Regions from separate parts of the Danio rerio genome. Here region 2 is linked to region 1. Evidence: chromatin contacts called from public HiCAR-type data. All regions are on one chromosome and are shown on one strand. The core of a region is the stretch at or near the end of the contact, and the rest is flanking DNA. Distances in the headings are between cores, read along the strand shown.

The links. HiCAR-type assays count read pairs that join an accessible place to other places.
Region 2: a contact with region 1 is called in a HiCAR-type map of caudal fin, with 10 times the contacts expected there. The contact joins the promoter of irs1 here to the promoter of nyap2a in region 1. A contact is called at or near these places in 3 of 4 datasets of contacts at active chromatin or transcription factors (caudal fin, embryo and gastrula embryo).

What each region holds. Positions count from the first base shown.
Region 1 is chr15:38,379,104-38,382,812 of GRCz12tu, forward strand. It overlaps nyap2a (neuronal tyrosine-phosphorylated phosphoinositide-3-kinase adaptor 2a), which reads left to right and starts at 1,771. Exons shown (of 7, transcript XM_001340889.8): 1 at 1,771-2,261.
Region 2 is chr15:38,600,030-38,603,738 of GRCz12tu, forward strand. irs1 (insulin receptor substrate 1) reads right to left here and starts at 2,012. Exons shown (of 2, transcript XM_682610.11): 1 at 1-2,012. The coding sequence starts at 1,374.

The DNA of each region.
Region 1 (3,709 bases), core at 521-3,020:
TAATGTTAAGAGGACGTTTCAACCTACATAGTCTTTATCATGTCACACAGGAAATACAAGAGAACTGATCTGTCCAATAAACCAATGAGTTAGTAAACCAGATGAAAAGAAGAAAAAAAAACCATTGCAGAAATAAATCTGTTTAAAGCAGCACCTTTTATAGTCCAGAACACTCAAAATTCATAACTTCTTTCCTTACTTTCCTATCCTTCCTTTACTTTTCTTCTTTTTCTTTCCTCTTCTTTTCTTTCCTTTCCTTTGCTCAACTCTCTTTATCTTTCCTTTTCTTTGACCATCCCCTCCTATGATTTCATTCCTTTTCTTTTCTTTTCTTTTCTTTTCCATTCTTTTCTGTCTTGTCCTTTTCTCTCCTTCCTTTTATTTATTTTTCTCCTCTCCTGTCCTTTATTTTCTCTTCTTTTCTTTCCTTCCCTTTCTCTCATTTTTTACCTCTCTTTACCTTTCCTTTGCTTACATCTCTTTTCTTTTCCTTTCCTCTCCTTTCCTTCGTTTCATTTCCTTTCCTCCCCTTTACTTTTCTCTCCTTTCCTTTCTTTCCTTCCTTTTCCAACTTTTCATTTAATTTAATTTCCTTTCCTTCTTTTTCCTTTCATTTCCTTTCTTTCTCACTTTCTTTCTTTCCTCTAGTTTCTTTACATTTCTCTTCTTTCCTATGCTCAACTCTCTTTTCCGTTCTTTTCTTTCCTTCCTTCCTTTTCTCTCATTTCCTTTCCTCTTTCCTTTCCTCCCCTAATCTTTCATTTCTTCATTTCCTTTCCTCTCCTTTTGTTTCCATTCCTTCCCTTCATTTTCTCTCATTTCCCTTTTTTATTTCCCTTCATTCCCTTTCCCATTCTTTCTTTTCTTCCTTTCCTCACCTCTCCTTTTTTCCTCTTTCCTTTCCTTCCTTTTTCCACTTTTCCTTTCATATACTTTACTTTCCTCTCCTCTCCTCTCCTCTCCTTTCCTTTCCTTTCCTTTCCTTTCCTTTCCTCTCCTTTAATTTTCTCTCCTTTCCTTCCTTTCCCCACTTTTCCTTTCTTTCTTTCTTTCTTTCTTTCTTTCTTTCTTTCTTTCTTTCTTTCTTTCTTTCTTTCTTTCTTTTTCTTTCCTTTGCTCACATCTACTTTCCTTTCATTTCCTCTCCTTTCCTTTCTTTTCCTTCCCTTCCCTTTCTTTCCTGCTACTTCCTTTCATTCTCCTTTATTTCCTTTTCTTTCCTATTTCCTATTCCCTTTTCTTTCTCATCCCCTTTTCTTTCATATTTAAACACCAAAACATAAGACAACAGACATTTCTGAGAGCCTTTTTGCATCAGACGGTGTAGTTGCCCTAGTGATAACATTGTACGGGCAGAAGTCATGCCCTAAAGACGGGATAGTCACAAACAAAATCTTTCTCACTCACACTCTCTCTCTCTTTCTCTCCTTCAGGACCATGGACAGCTCTAAGCAAGCAACACGATTGGTTGAGAGACACAAGGGTCGCAGAAAAAGAAAGAGAGAGAAGAGAGAGAGATGATCACCAGGGGATGAAGTGAGTAAGCAGTGAGGGTTGGAGAGAGCTGGAGGGAAGGAGATCAGAACGCAAAGAAGAAGGTAGAGAGAGAGAGAGAGAGAGGGAGAAAGAGGGAGAAGAAAAGACAGATGCTATAGCTATAGTCAGCTTACTGACGCCCGAGCTGGGTTCATCGCTACGTGTGAGAGTGACGCGCACGGGGGTGTGTGTGTGTGTGACGGCAGCCGCAACAGCAGCAGGGGAGGACGGATCAAAGAGATTGTAGGACACGATGCATTTAGCAGCCTAACATCTACGCACACTCACCGCAGCCGGCTAAACGAGAACACGCTCATACTACGCGCATCCGCACGCAGCCCACCCCACACACACACACACACCACGCGTGTGTGGGGACAGCGCAGATGAGGCAACCACCAAAGGGAGCTGTGGATCTTGCCAGAAGCCTTTGGTAGGGGAGGGGACACCCGTGGTGGCTGTAGCCCCAGCAGGAGAGGTCGTAGGTGGAGAAGGGGTTGAACACTAACAACCGCCGTCGGGTTTTCTTCAGAGCTCTGGAAAAGTCAAAGATGGACACGTCCTTCATCCTTCTCTTTCTCCAGCCAGTGTGTGCTTGCTCCGAGCTGCGTCGCCGGGCTTGTCTGTCAGCCGTGGGGGGATTCGAGAACGTGCGGTGTTGAGAAACGCACACACCGAACACACCTGGAGATCAGCTGTTCCAGGAGAACAGATCCGCTGATACCGTGAGTGCTATTATCCAGATGTTTGTCTTTTCCTTATTTACAGTACACCTCATCCTTTTGCATTATCTTCATCAGCTCTCTGTCGTGTGTTTGACAGCAGTCAATGGATTGTTTGGGATACACATCAACATATTACCCACAATTCCCATTGAATACATCTTCAGATCCATTCATGACTCAACCATTTTTGATATTTGTATGTGATTATTCTCTACCTGATATGCAACATTTAGTGACCCTCATCTTTGGCTTTCTTTTTTGTGGAACGCAAGTGAATATATCATGAATTTAAACATTTAGGATCCAAATCAGCATGATATCGAGAGTTTTGATCAATGCAATCAACTGAGTGTTCTTTACAGTATCTTTGGCTTTCTTTTTGTGTGAAACACAATTGAATATATTAAGAATTGTATATTGAACAATGTTTTTTGGTTTGTCATTGGAGTCCAATGTTTTAGGAACTTCAGTGTGTTTCTTTATTGTGTTCTACTGAATAAACAAAGTCTTTTTGAAACAACATGGACGAGTAAATGAAACTAAATCTACATTTTTGGCTAAATTGTGCATTTAAATGAGATTTTTCATTTTCTTTATTTTCCTTATGTCATCATTTAATCACTGTCTTGAAAAACACTTGAGATCCAATTCAGCATAATATCGAGAGCTCCCATCTAAACTTTTGGCTATTTCTTGGTTTTATAATAGGAACTCCATTTTCACAAAACATTTTCAGAAAATGACTAGTGAAAAATTTACTTGCTTCTACTAATGTAGACCTTTTTTCCCCTCTGTGGAACAAATTGATATATTTTGAATATTAACTATAACCAGTGGTATTGATCAATACAATAAAGCCCGTGTTCTTTACAGTATCTTTGGCTTTCTTTTTTTGTGGAACACAATTATATATATTCAGAATTGTATATAGAACAATGTTTTTTGGTTCTTCATTGGGGTCCATGGTTTTAGGAATGTCAATGTGACTTTTTATTGCATTCTACTTGTCTTTTTGAGGCAACATGGACGAGTAAATGAAACTACATTTTCCTTTTTGGCTAAATAATGTCTTTAAATTAGTTGTTTGATGTGAGATTTTCCGTTTTCATCATATTCCTTATTTCTTCAGTTGTTCGCTGTCTGAAAAAACAAACATTTGGCATGATATCGAAAGTTCCCATCTACATTTTGCTACATTTTGGTTTGCATCAATAGTAAGTCCATTTCACAGAAGATTTTTAGGAAATGACTAGTGAAATTTTTACTTGCTAATACTAGTGTAGTTTCAAACCTTTTTTTCCCTATTTAGATAAACTGATATATTCCGAAGATTAACTAAAACCTGTGGTTTTGATCAATACAATCAATTGAGTGGTCTATACATTATCTTTGACTTTCTTTCTGTGTCGAACACAATTGAATAAATTCAGAATTTTATACAGAACAAT
Region 2 (3,709 bases), core at 762-3,261, 220 kb after region 1:
CCCGGCACCAGGAAGTGAACCGGGCTTTGCCATGCAGATGTAGTTGTTTATCTCTTCCTCCCTGGCAGGTGGTGTGTGGCCAAGCGAGTCTGGAGTCACGCTACGAAACGAGCTTCGAAAGTCACAGGGGCTGGATCCATATTCATCTGAGGAGATGAATCCGCCATCGCTGGGTGATCCAGATATCGAGGCACTAGAGCGACGTGGAAAGAGGCAGTCAGATGTGGAGCCATGCCCGCTCGTGCTGCTGGAGGACAGGCTGATGGGGCTGATGGCTGAGGGGGAGCACCGTGAGGTGGGCGTGGGTATTGATCTGCTGTGATTGAGTGGCGGGTGAAGTCTGGATCCCCCTCTGTGCCGTTGCGATTGAGGTCGGGCATTGCTCGGGCTGCTTGGACTCCCGTCCACAGATGCCGGCCTGGACATGGTGCCCTCTCCATCACTAGATGCTCTCACTCTAAACGAATGGCTGTGTTTGCCAGGCCTAACAGGAGAAGTGGCCGTCACACTCTCCGCCCGAGAGCGCCTGCCTAAGCCAACTTGACTAGGGGGAGGATTATTGTGATGATGCCGCCTGACAGGCACTGAGATGGGGTTTGAGCAGTTAGAAGATGACTGGCTTTTGCTGCGGGGTCTGAACTCCTCACTCATGGCTTTCATGGCTTCTAATATAGTTTCATGCATGTTCTGAGCCACAACAGAGTCATCCACTTGCATCCAAAACTCCCCGGGGCCTGTCACAGCAGATCGGCCGACTTCAATAAAAAAGAAATTTTCAGAGTGACCACATCTCCTAATGTTCATCAACTGCAAAACCACAGCTGCTGCATCCGAATTCAGTTTCACAAAGCTGATAGTCTTATTGGTGAGGCATAATCTGTAAACTCCAATCAAGTTCTTTGTGTGACCCAGACCCTTTGGTTTCAATATAACTTGCCAAACCTCTTTAAAGGCAGGTCCCGGCGTGGCTTCCCCGTAATTATCCTCGCCAACTCCACGGCCCGGGGCAGTTTCGTGGACCTTACCTCTGTTATGGAGATCAACCAGGGCTTCATACCATGACTCTTGCTCGATCTCGCTGTCAGCAGCGATAGCAAAGTACTCATCCTTGGTATAAAGCGCGACGAGATGTTTGTTTTTTGAATCCGCTCTTTTGTTGATGTTAAAGCAGCTCTCCAGCGGAATGGATCTTTTCGGCGCTCCAGACTTGTGTCTCCACTTCTTCTCGTTTTCATAGTACTCCAGTCGGGACGGTCCGGAGGCGCTCGCCGCCCTCAGTACAAAAAACCTTTTGTGCATGCTTTTGGGTTTCCTTAAATAACCCACCTTTTTCACGTCTGAAAAACATCCTTGCTCCGTAGTCGGGCTTGCCATGGTATATATATAAAAATATTTACAGAAAAATTGCAGGATCGGAAGTCAAAGCGTTACGTGTGCAATCTTCACCAAACGTGAACGCCGACACAAAAACGTTTCCATTTAGTAAAAATTGAGGAAAAATAACACTAAAACAAGTCACTTTTGTGCACTCCGACACGAGCTTCAGTTATAACAGTTCATTGATACCGTAGCACACTTGGATTATCGTCAGCAGCATTACATTGTTAAAACTAACTTTAAATAATCCATCGGACATCTTCAAAGAATATTGCAAGTACCGGAAAGCACCAAGTTTGTGATGTATAAAAATACAAAACAGTGATATTTACAAAACAGCGTCCTTTTCAGTCCAGAGATCCGAATGCATTATCAAAACAAGCGCAGTCAGCAGCGCACGACCCCGTTTACCCCGGAGATCAAAGCGCTGTCTGCAAAAATCCCAAAAGTGCAATTAAACAAAGCACGAGCGCGGAGTTTGCATCTCAGCGTTATTTAACAACGGAGATGTACCGAGTCCGTTTAAACCGCTGCATAAGTTCCTCCGAAAGTCGCTGAGTTTTCTTATTTTGCGAAGCCGTACCAGACCAAAACAAGCCACCGCTCGTGTGTGTTTGTATGGAGGAGTTGAGACTGGGGGGGTTGCAGCCTAGCTTGTTACGATGCAACCAATAATCCCGCCTATCGAGAAGCTGAACTCGCTGATTGGCCGGATCAAATGTCCATCATCCTGAGAGACATCTGATTCAAAAGTAACAGTGGGGATTTTGACTCATTCCAGTGACTCGAATCTTTTTGAACTAGTTGCTCTAAAAAGATTTATTTGCACTGATTGATTCAATAAAAGCGAATCCTTTGGGATAGACACGTAAGAGAACGAGTCGACTCATTCGCCAGCTAAATGAAGTTTTATTTAGAGGCGGTGTTGAAAAGACACCATGTAACTATGCGCTGCAGATATTTATAACCACACAATTGTAAAATGGGAAGTCATACTTTATAGCGGTCATGTTACTGTCTATTTACATGCATAAATATAGTGGCAAATGAACAATATGTACTTGTGTGTGTAATTGCATTGCTGAGGTGTTTTGAAGTGGACGTTTTAAGAGTACTGTGAGGATTAATTATGGCTGGATAATGTGTGTAGCATGTACAGTGTTGCACTATTAGAAGTCTATAGCTTGTTTTCAGCTGTCTGAGAATAGCATTTTCTATCTGGATTATGTAAGACAGAACTTAAATGAACAGCTATCTATCTATCTATCTATCTATCTATCTATCTATCTATCTATCTATCTATCTATCTGTCTGTCTGTCTGTCTGTCTGTCTGTCTGTCTGTCTGTCTGTCTGTCTGTCTGTCTGTCTGTCTATATGCAAATTTAATGATAACTGAAAAACCGAATCTCTATAGTCTGGCATTTAACACAATAAGAGTTGTTATCCTATTTTATTTAATTTTATTATTTAACTTTATTATGATATGCTATCTCAAAATATTTCTAAATGACTTTACTTTTATTATTAACTTTTATGATTACCTATTTACAGTTTTTCTCAGTCTCTTTTTTTTTTGCATTTCTCACAACATTATTTACATTTGCACAACAGTCAATGCATTTCTCAGAACAATTAGTACAAACTGCAAAACCTAGTTGATAACCTGCAAAAGCATGCCACATGCTCACAATGGATAGTTCATTCCTCAAAAGCAAGTATTGATGCCAATGAAAGTCTTAGTGTCATCAAGATGAAAAGTCCTGACATCATTGTTTATGAACAAGATAGTCAAATGGCTTTGTCATGTTTCATTATGACCGTTTACTCTGGACATTTTTTTCTAATGCAAAAACAATTTGGTGACACTTCCTGAAAATGCTCAAGACAGCACTTTCTACCATTTGCACAACCATTTGAAAACTACAGTAAAACTACACATCGTCACTGCATTAAGTGAGGTATCTGAGTACAAGACACTGAATATGTATGTTTCACATTTTTACTGCATTTGCTCTTTGCAATTATCATTTATTCACAGTATTGTGCAAAAGAATAAATACACCCTTATTTACAACAAACATAAGCCTCCTTTGGGTAGAGCTGTGCACAGCAAAACAATATTGCAGTAAATACTAAAACTAAACCTACAAACATGTACAGGTCTTTAAATCATTCATCAAATTGTTCAATTAAAATGTTTCAAAAAATTTACATTTGACAGATTTTGACAACTAGTTCAACATTTTTGTATGTAATGACTCAAGTAATGAAATGAGGACTATACGTTTTATATGGAATGACTGTTCAGCAATCAGAAGTTTAGTTTGCTTT